Linked DNA regions of Macaca mulatta: region 1 is linked to region 2. Evidence: chromatin contacts called from public Hi-C data. All regions are on one chromosome and are shown on one strand. Each heading gives the region's core, a stretch centred on a gene start, on an enhancer-like site or on the middle of the called end of the contact. The rest is flanking DNA. Distances are from core to core; before and after follow the strand shown. Region 1 overlaps DSEL (dermatan sulfate epimerase like). Region 2 has its middle 89 kb from the start of TMX3.

What was found. Hi-C and Micro-C count contacts between places; a contact is called where the count stands out from the background.
Region 1: a contact with region 2 is called in a Hi-C map of fetal cortex germinal zone, with 4 times the contacts expected there. The contact joins two enhancer-like sites. A contact is called at or near these places in 2 of 14 Hi-C or Micro-C datasets (fetal cortex germinal zone and fetal cortical plate).

The regions. Positions count from the first base shown.
Region 1 is chr18:13,232,163-13,235,710 of T2T-MMU8v2.0, forward strand. It overlaps DSEL (dermatan sulfate epimerase like), which reads left to right. Exons shown (of 3, transcript XM_015122185.3): 2 at 1-795. The coding sequence ends at 786. Among named protein-coding and RNA genes, the nearest start is that of DSEL, 6.7 kb to the left of the region's middle. Within about 2 kb of position 1,824, at least 11 of the 40 cell types and tissues checked have an H3K27ac peak or open chromatin away from gene starts, as enhancers often do. A contact at or near this core is called in fetal cortex germinal zone, where this site is marked.
Region 2 is chr18:12,039,141-12,042,305 of T2T-MMU8v2.0, forward strand. No RefSeq gene overlaps it. Among named protein-coding and RNA genes, the nearest start is that of TMX3, 89 kb to the left of the region's middle. Within about 2 kb of position 1,776, at least 5 of the 40 cell types and tissues checked have an H3K27ac peak or open chromatin away from gene starts, as enhancers often do. A contact at or near this core is called in fetal cortex germinal zone, where this site is marked.

The DNA.
Region 1 (3,548 bases), core at 574-3,073, 1.2 Mb after region 2:
GCAGTGAATAAGGACAAAAAAAGAAAATTTAAAAGGAGAGAGTCTTTGCCAGAACAAAGAAGTCAAATGAAAGGCGCCTTTGATAGAGATGCTGAATATATTAGGGCTTTGAGGAGACACCTGGTTTACTACCCAAGTGCACGTCCTGTGCTCAGTTTAAGCAGTGGGAGCTGGACGTTAAAGCTTCATTTTTTTCAAGAAGTTTTAGGAGCTTCGATGAGGGCATTGTACATAGTAAGAGACCCTCGGGCATGGATTTATTCAATGTTATACAATAGTAAACCAAGTCTTTATTCTTTGAAGAATGTACCAGAGCATTTAGCAAAATTGTTTAAAATAGAGGGAGGTAAAGGCAAATGTAACTTAAATTCGGGTTATGCTTTCGAGTATGAACCATTGAGGAAAGAATTATCAAAATCCAAATCAAATGCAGTGTCCCTGTTGTCTCACTTGTGGCTGGCAAATACAGCAGCAGCCTTGAGAATAAATACAGATTTGCTGCCTACTAGCTACCAGCTGGTCAAGTTTGAAGATATTGTGCATTTTCCTCAGAAAACTACTGAAAGGATTTTTGCCTTTCTTGGAATTCCTTTGTCTCCTGCTAGTTTAAACCAAATATTGTTTGCCACCTCTACAAACCTTTTTTACCTTCCCTATGAAGGGGAAATATCACCAACTAATACTAATGTTTGGAAACAGAACTTGCCTAGAGATGAAATTAAACTAATTGAAAACATCTGCTGGACACTAATGGATCGCCTAGGATATCCAAAGTTTATGGACTAAATGCTGCAGGTCAGCAGAAATTTGCACTAATAATACTTCCCAACCCACTTTGTGGATATGAATCAGAAGAGTTTGTTTATTCTTGTGTGTGTATGCGTGTGTGTGTGTTCAGTGTTATTTGCACAGAGAGATTGTTTTAAAAAATGGCACCATATTTGGCCTAGCAGGATTTATTTTTATGCCATCACCTCCCTTGCCTTTGTTTCTGAAAATTTTGTCTGCTAAAAAGTTTCTGCTACAGAGTGGTAGATGAAGTTATATCATGGGGATCAGGGGAGATGGGGAACATTTTAAAGGTTTTTGTCTAACTCTCCTTCATCTGTAACTGTGCTAATATATCTAGAGACCTCAACACTGCTAAAGGCCTTGCAATTGCTGCTTTACCACGCATCTCTTGCTTTCAAGATGGACTACAAAAGTTCCTTATCCTTTTGAAAAGGTCTTCTGACACACTTACCTTGCACAAAAAGAAAAGAATTTCTTTTACTGTGTATAATGTGCAGTGATATCACTGAGGAAATGGTGAAAGCTCCTATCAGAACTGTAGGATTTCTTCTGGGAAATACAGATGGAAATACAGAATGAATATGTTTTTCTGAGGTCAGAAACTGACTTTAAAAGCCTCCTTAAAGTTTTTTACTTAGAAATAATAAGGAAAAATCTGGGTGCCAAGGGCTGGTAGATCATTTTAGACATGGTTGTATGTTTAAAACTCTTCTTTCACTTTTTGTCCTCCCTGAAGCTACAGCTGTTCACCATCACATCTCTCCTACCCTATCCTTTCTGTCACTGTCAAGCAAAACAATCAGTAATTACTAATTGCTAAACTCCCAATATTGTGGGGCATTTTCCTCCCAGATGATTAATTTTGCAGTAAAGACTGACACAGACTTAGAATCAAATTTATTTTTCTGGAATTAACACTCTGTGACTCAAAGTGTTGCCACCGCAGTGTCTTTTTAAACTGGAAACAGAATTGGAAAACTGCCTGACTTATCTTGCATCCCTTTGAATGAGTTTACAGACTGCCAGTGTCTGCAAAAGTTGAAAGCAAATGGGAGATGATGTCAGAGGCATCTGTTTCCTTTACCATCTGCATCTTATTATAAATGTAGTCGTCATAAAGTGTGGTTTATTTTATTTTGGTAGGATCTGAAATCAAAATGCTTTGCCATTATAAGCCAGTGGAGTAATTACAATGTATTGGATGAAAACGTAAGGCAGTGTCAAGACTTGATGAAAATCTCTGTACAGATTGCAGTCTTCTTCCTGATGTTTCAAACCGTAGTTCCCTCAAGCTCTCTAACACTTGGGAGTGTGTCATTCTGACCTAGATAAAAGTGGTTCTTCCTCAGTAGTTTGTTATTATGGCAAAATGTGCCTCCAGAGTGATAAAGCTGTGGATATGTTACATTCCAGCTAAACCTAACTGGGCTGTCATTTTTCTTCCATTATAGTGTGAATGGAGGCTGCCCCCCCTCCCCCACATCTTCCTTCCCATATCTCTCATGATCGTCCCTCTGTAATGTCAAAATGAGTGAAATTCATGTGAATGTAGGTTGAGAGGGCACCGAAGACCTGAATCTACACTATTATTCTCAAGAAAGATTGTTCTTTCTATCTGAGAGTTACCAGCAAGCATATAAAATGCTACTTGGATGATATCTACATGAATATTGCATGCTACATGGGTGATAACACTATTTTCATTATTGGTCAGAGTCTCAGTGTTTACATTCAATTCCTAGGATATGTGATCTTGAATCAGATCACATATAAAAAGTCTGGATTGTTAGCAGTATTAGATCTGATCAAGGTAGGAATTACAATTGTGTGCAGGTAGCAAACAAGAAAGCAGAAACTACTGCTTCCTTTATTTTAACATTGTACAGACAATACAAAAGTGTACCTGTAGGCAGGAGAAGGCCAAATGGAGTATGTAGAGTAATAGGGGAAGAAGAGTAACAAAAAATGAAAAAAAATGAGTTACATTGAGAATGAATATGGGAACATGCCATTGAGAGCAAAATAAAGGTACAGGCTTACCAAAACGATCTTTACAATGTATCCTAGCTTTCACTCCCACGTGGCAATGCAGTTGTATTTGCCTGTTTCTGTATTCACCTACTCCCACCCCAAGGGAAAATTTTAGACATGAACCCTACTATTTAGTTAATTCTAAAATAGAAAGTTTGCTGGAGAAAGCGTCTACTCACAGATTGTCCTGTAAGGAATGTTATGTATGGGTGAGCGGGTGACACATCCATTGGATATGTATGCATGTGATGGTGCCTGAGATCCCTGCCTTAGAAACTGAATTCCCCAGGGGATTGACTCTCCCAGCACATTCCCAGGTCCTGCACTCTTAGGGTGATCTAGGAAAATTTTAAGTAGCTTCTACTCTTATTTTTGTTCTTATCTTTAAAGTAATTAAAAGAGGGATTATCACTATCTGACACTTCTGAAAGAAATAATTATAAAATTTCTCATCTGTAAAATCCATCTTTTTCTACATTAACTTCCCCATACATAGGCCTAATTGGGATAAATGCTTTTATTAAAATAATAGGATTGACATTTTAAAATTTTGAAAGGACTTAATAATTTTGCTGACAATAATAACAAATATAATGGTAATTGGCTTTTTAAATTTTCAGACAACATAGATTTACTCAGGATGAAATGAAAAGGCCATATTCAGAGTTTAATTTACTCTAATGAAAATTCAGAGGGAATAGGAAATAGGAAAATCTGCTCAGGAG
Region 2 (3,165 bases), core at 526-3,025:
CACCACGCCAGGTTAATTTTTTTGTATTTTTAGTAGAGACGGAGTTTCACTGTGTTAGCCAGGATGGTCTCGATCTCCTGACCTAGTGATCTGCCCGCCTTGGCCTCCGCAAGTGCTGGGATTACAGGTGTGAACCACTGCACCTGGCCAATAGAAGTTTTTTTTTTCCCCCAAAGACATAAGACTGTTATATAGGCCGGGCGTGGTGGTGGCAAGAGCGCCTGTAGTCCCAGCTACTCGGGAGGCTGACGCAGGAGAATCACTTCAACCCAGGAGGTGGACGTTGCAGTGAGCCGAGATGGTGCCACTGCACCAGCCTGGTGACAGAGCGAGATTCCGTCTCAAAAAAAAAAAAAAAAAAAAAAAAGACTATTATATAATTTCATAGTATGGAATTGATTGGGAAGCATTCGAAGACCAGAAAACATTAGTTTCTTGTTATAATAATTCAAATATATGATGAGACAGAAGAGAACTAAGCCGGTCAAAATAGAGAAAAAAAGGTGACTTTGAGACTTGTTTGGAATAAGACACTATTTTGGTTTGGAAATTTAGATGTACTGTTTATGGATTATGATACTGCTATTATAAAGAATGACCATATAGGAAATACAGAAGAATATAGGGACTGTTGAATAATACTGTGAAAATAGGGAATGTAAGTAAAATGTAGGAGCATGTCAATGGAACAGGAGGGGAAACAGCAAATTTGAAGTTTCTCTGAGATATCCAGAAACGTGTATTGGTTTCCTCTTGCTGCCGTAACAAATTAATACAAAACTAGTGGTTTAAAACAACAAAAATTTACTATGGTTCTAGAGGTCAGGAGTTCAAAATGGGTGAGAAAGGCTATGCTCCTTGAGCCTTTAGGAGAGAATTCGTTTGCTTACCTTTCTGATTTCTAGATGCCACCAGCATTCCTGGGCTCATCAACATTTCTTCCATCTTCGAAATCAGGAGTGTACTATCTTGAAATCAGTCTCTCTTTCTCTCTCTCTTTTTCTCCCTCTTTCTCTTTCTCTCTGACCCTGCTTCCATCATTGTATCATTCTTCGATTCCGACTTTCCTGCTTTTTCTAAGAAGGACTCATGTGACTACAATGAGCCCACTTAGATAATCCAGGATACTCTCGCCATCTCAAGATCGTGAATGTAGTCACACCTGCAAAGTGGAACAATGTAGGGCAACGTAGTCTCAGCTTTTGGGGTTTGAGTTCTAGAAAACTCATTTTTTTATATATATATTTAGTTTTCTATCCCTTGTTTTCATCTCTCTCTGTAACAATCTCTGCTTCTGGCTTTGTGTACTTCCAATTTTTACCTGCTGCTTCTCTTATTTCCCATACTGCTCTTAGTGTGTTCTGCAAAATGATTTACTCATTTTTCGACATGAAGCACTTTTATTGCTCAGTTTTGTGTGGGGTTTATGCCATACAGCCTAGTTTGTTCAGAGGATGTAGATGGTGGCCCAGTCATCCCAGTCCAGGGAGCCCAGTCACTGGGTGGGATCCGATTACACAGAGCGTGACAATTCACAAGGCGGGAAGATCCTTAACGTCAGCTTTCTCTTTTTAAGGGACTGGAGGGTGGGGCAGCCTTTAGTGTCACAGACTCCTCCACAAAAGTTGTTTCATACAGCACATAAATTGTTCTTCGAAAGGTTTTAGACTCAAGCCCGTTTGGTTAAGCCTCTTTGATGTCTGGTTTTTTTTTTTTTGCGTTTTTCTTTTGCATCCCACTGCAAAGGCCAAGAGGGGGCAGCAAACCCTCTCAAAAGGAAGCCTGCACCAACGTGTGAGTGGTTTGTGACGGTAGTTTACGGGGTTATCCTTACTTCCGTTATTCTCTGACAATTTTGTCCTGCTTTCCTTGTTTTTAAAAATAAAGTTTAAATTTTTAAAATCATGCACTTTCTCCCTTGCCATTCGTGGTTGCTTTCAAATCTGCAATGTTAAAAATTATGTCCCTGTTTTCTACAGAGTAGAGGTATGAGAATTGACAAATTTGAATTTTGAAATTTTATCAAGACTGAAAAAGTACAGAATAATGTAGATAATTTTCTGTCAAATGACCTTTACTTTAGAAAAAGGCTTTGAATCATAGCTCTAACTCTTCTAAAATCGTAACGCTTAACATAACGAAAAATATTGTGATATAGATTCATAATTTAGATTTCTAGAAGAATATTTCAAGTAAAGTATAAGACATTTTGATAGCTAAAAAGAGGAAACTTATTCTTTCATTTTTCATTTAGCACAATTGGATGTTTTCCCCACAAGGTTTTCTTATGAAAAAGAAAAAGAAGACAGTGAAAAAGCAAGAACAAACATGAGAAACAGAGAGAGAAGAAAGAATAATCATCCCTGGCAAATTAGACATCACAGATTACACAGGATTCTTTATTTTTTTATTTTATTTTATTTATTTTTATTTTTTTGAGATGGAGTCCTACTCTGTGGCCCAGGCTGGAGTGCAGTGGCACAATCTCGGCTCACTGCAACCTCCGCCTCCCAGGTTCACGCCGTTCTCCTGCCCACCACCACGCCCTACTAAATTTTTGTATTTTTAGCAGAGACGGGATTTCACCATGTTAGCCAGGATGGTCTCGATCTCCTGACCTCGTGATCCGCCCGCCTTGGCCTCCCAAAGTGCTGGGATTACAGGCGTGAGCCACCGCACCCGGCCCACAGTATTCTTTAATAACACGGAGTTTGATATTAAAATGACTTAAAGATAATTCAGAGAAATATTTCATATTGATAGAATATACTTCCAACAAGGAAGCATGAAAGTTATGAATGTGCATGCTTATTACAGGTTTGAAATATCTGGAATAGAATTTGCTGAAAATAAAAGAATATGAAAACAGTGATCAATGTAAGAAACATTAAAAATTATATTGGCAAAAGTTAGACCAAATAGAGAGAAATAAGCACGAATACTGTGGACTGAATCATGCAGTTAAGAAGCCTGAGCACTCATAAAGACATACCTCCAAGAGGGATTTCATATTATTTTCAAACATCGATGAATAGTCACAGACATTTACCCTGTATTAAGCCACAAATATTACATTAAGTTCTCAAAGAAATAATTATACAGTCACTCTTTTCTGACTACTATGAAGTCAAAATAAATCCTATGCATTGTATTTAACATTTGTTT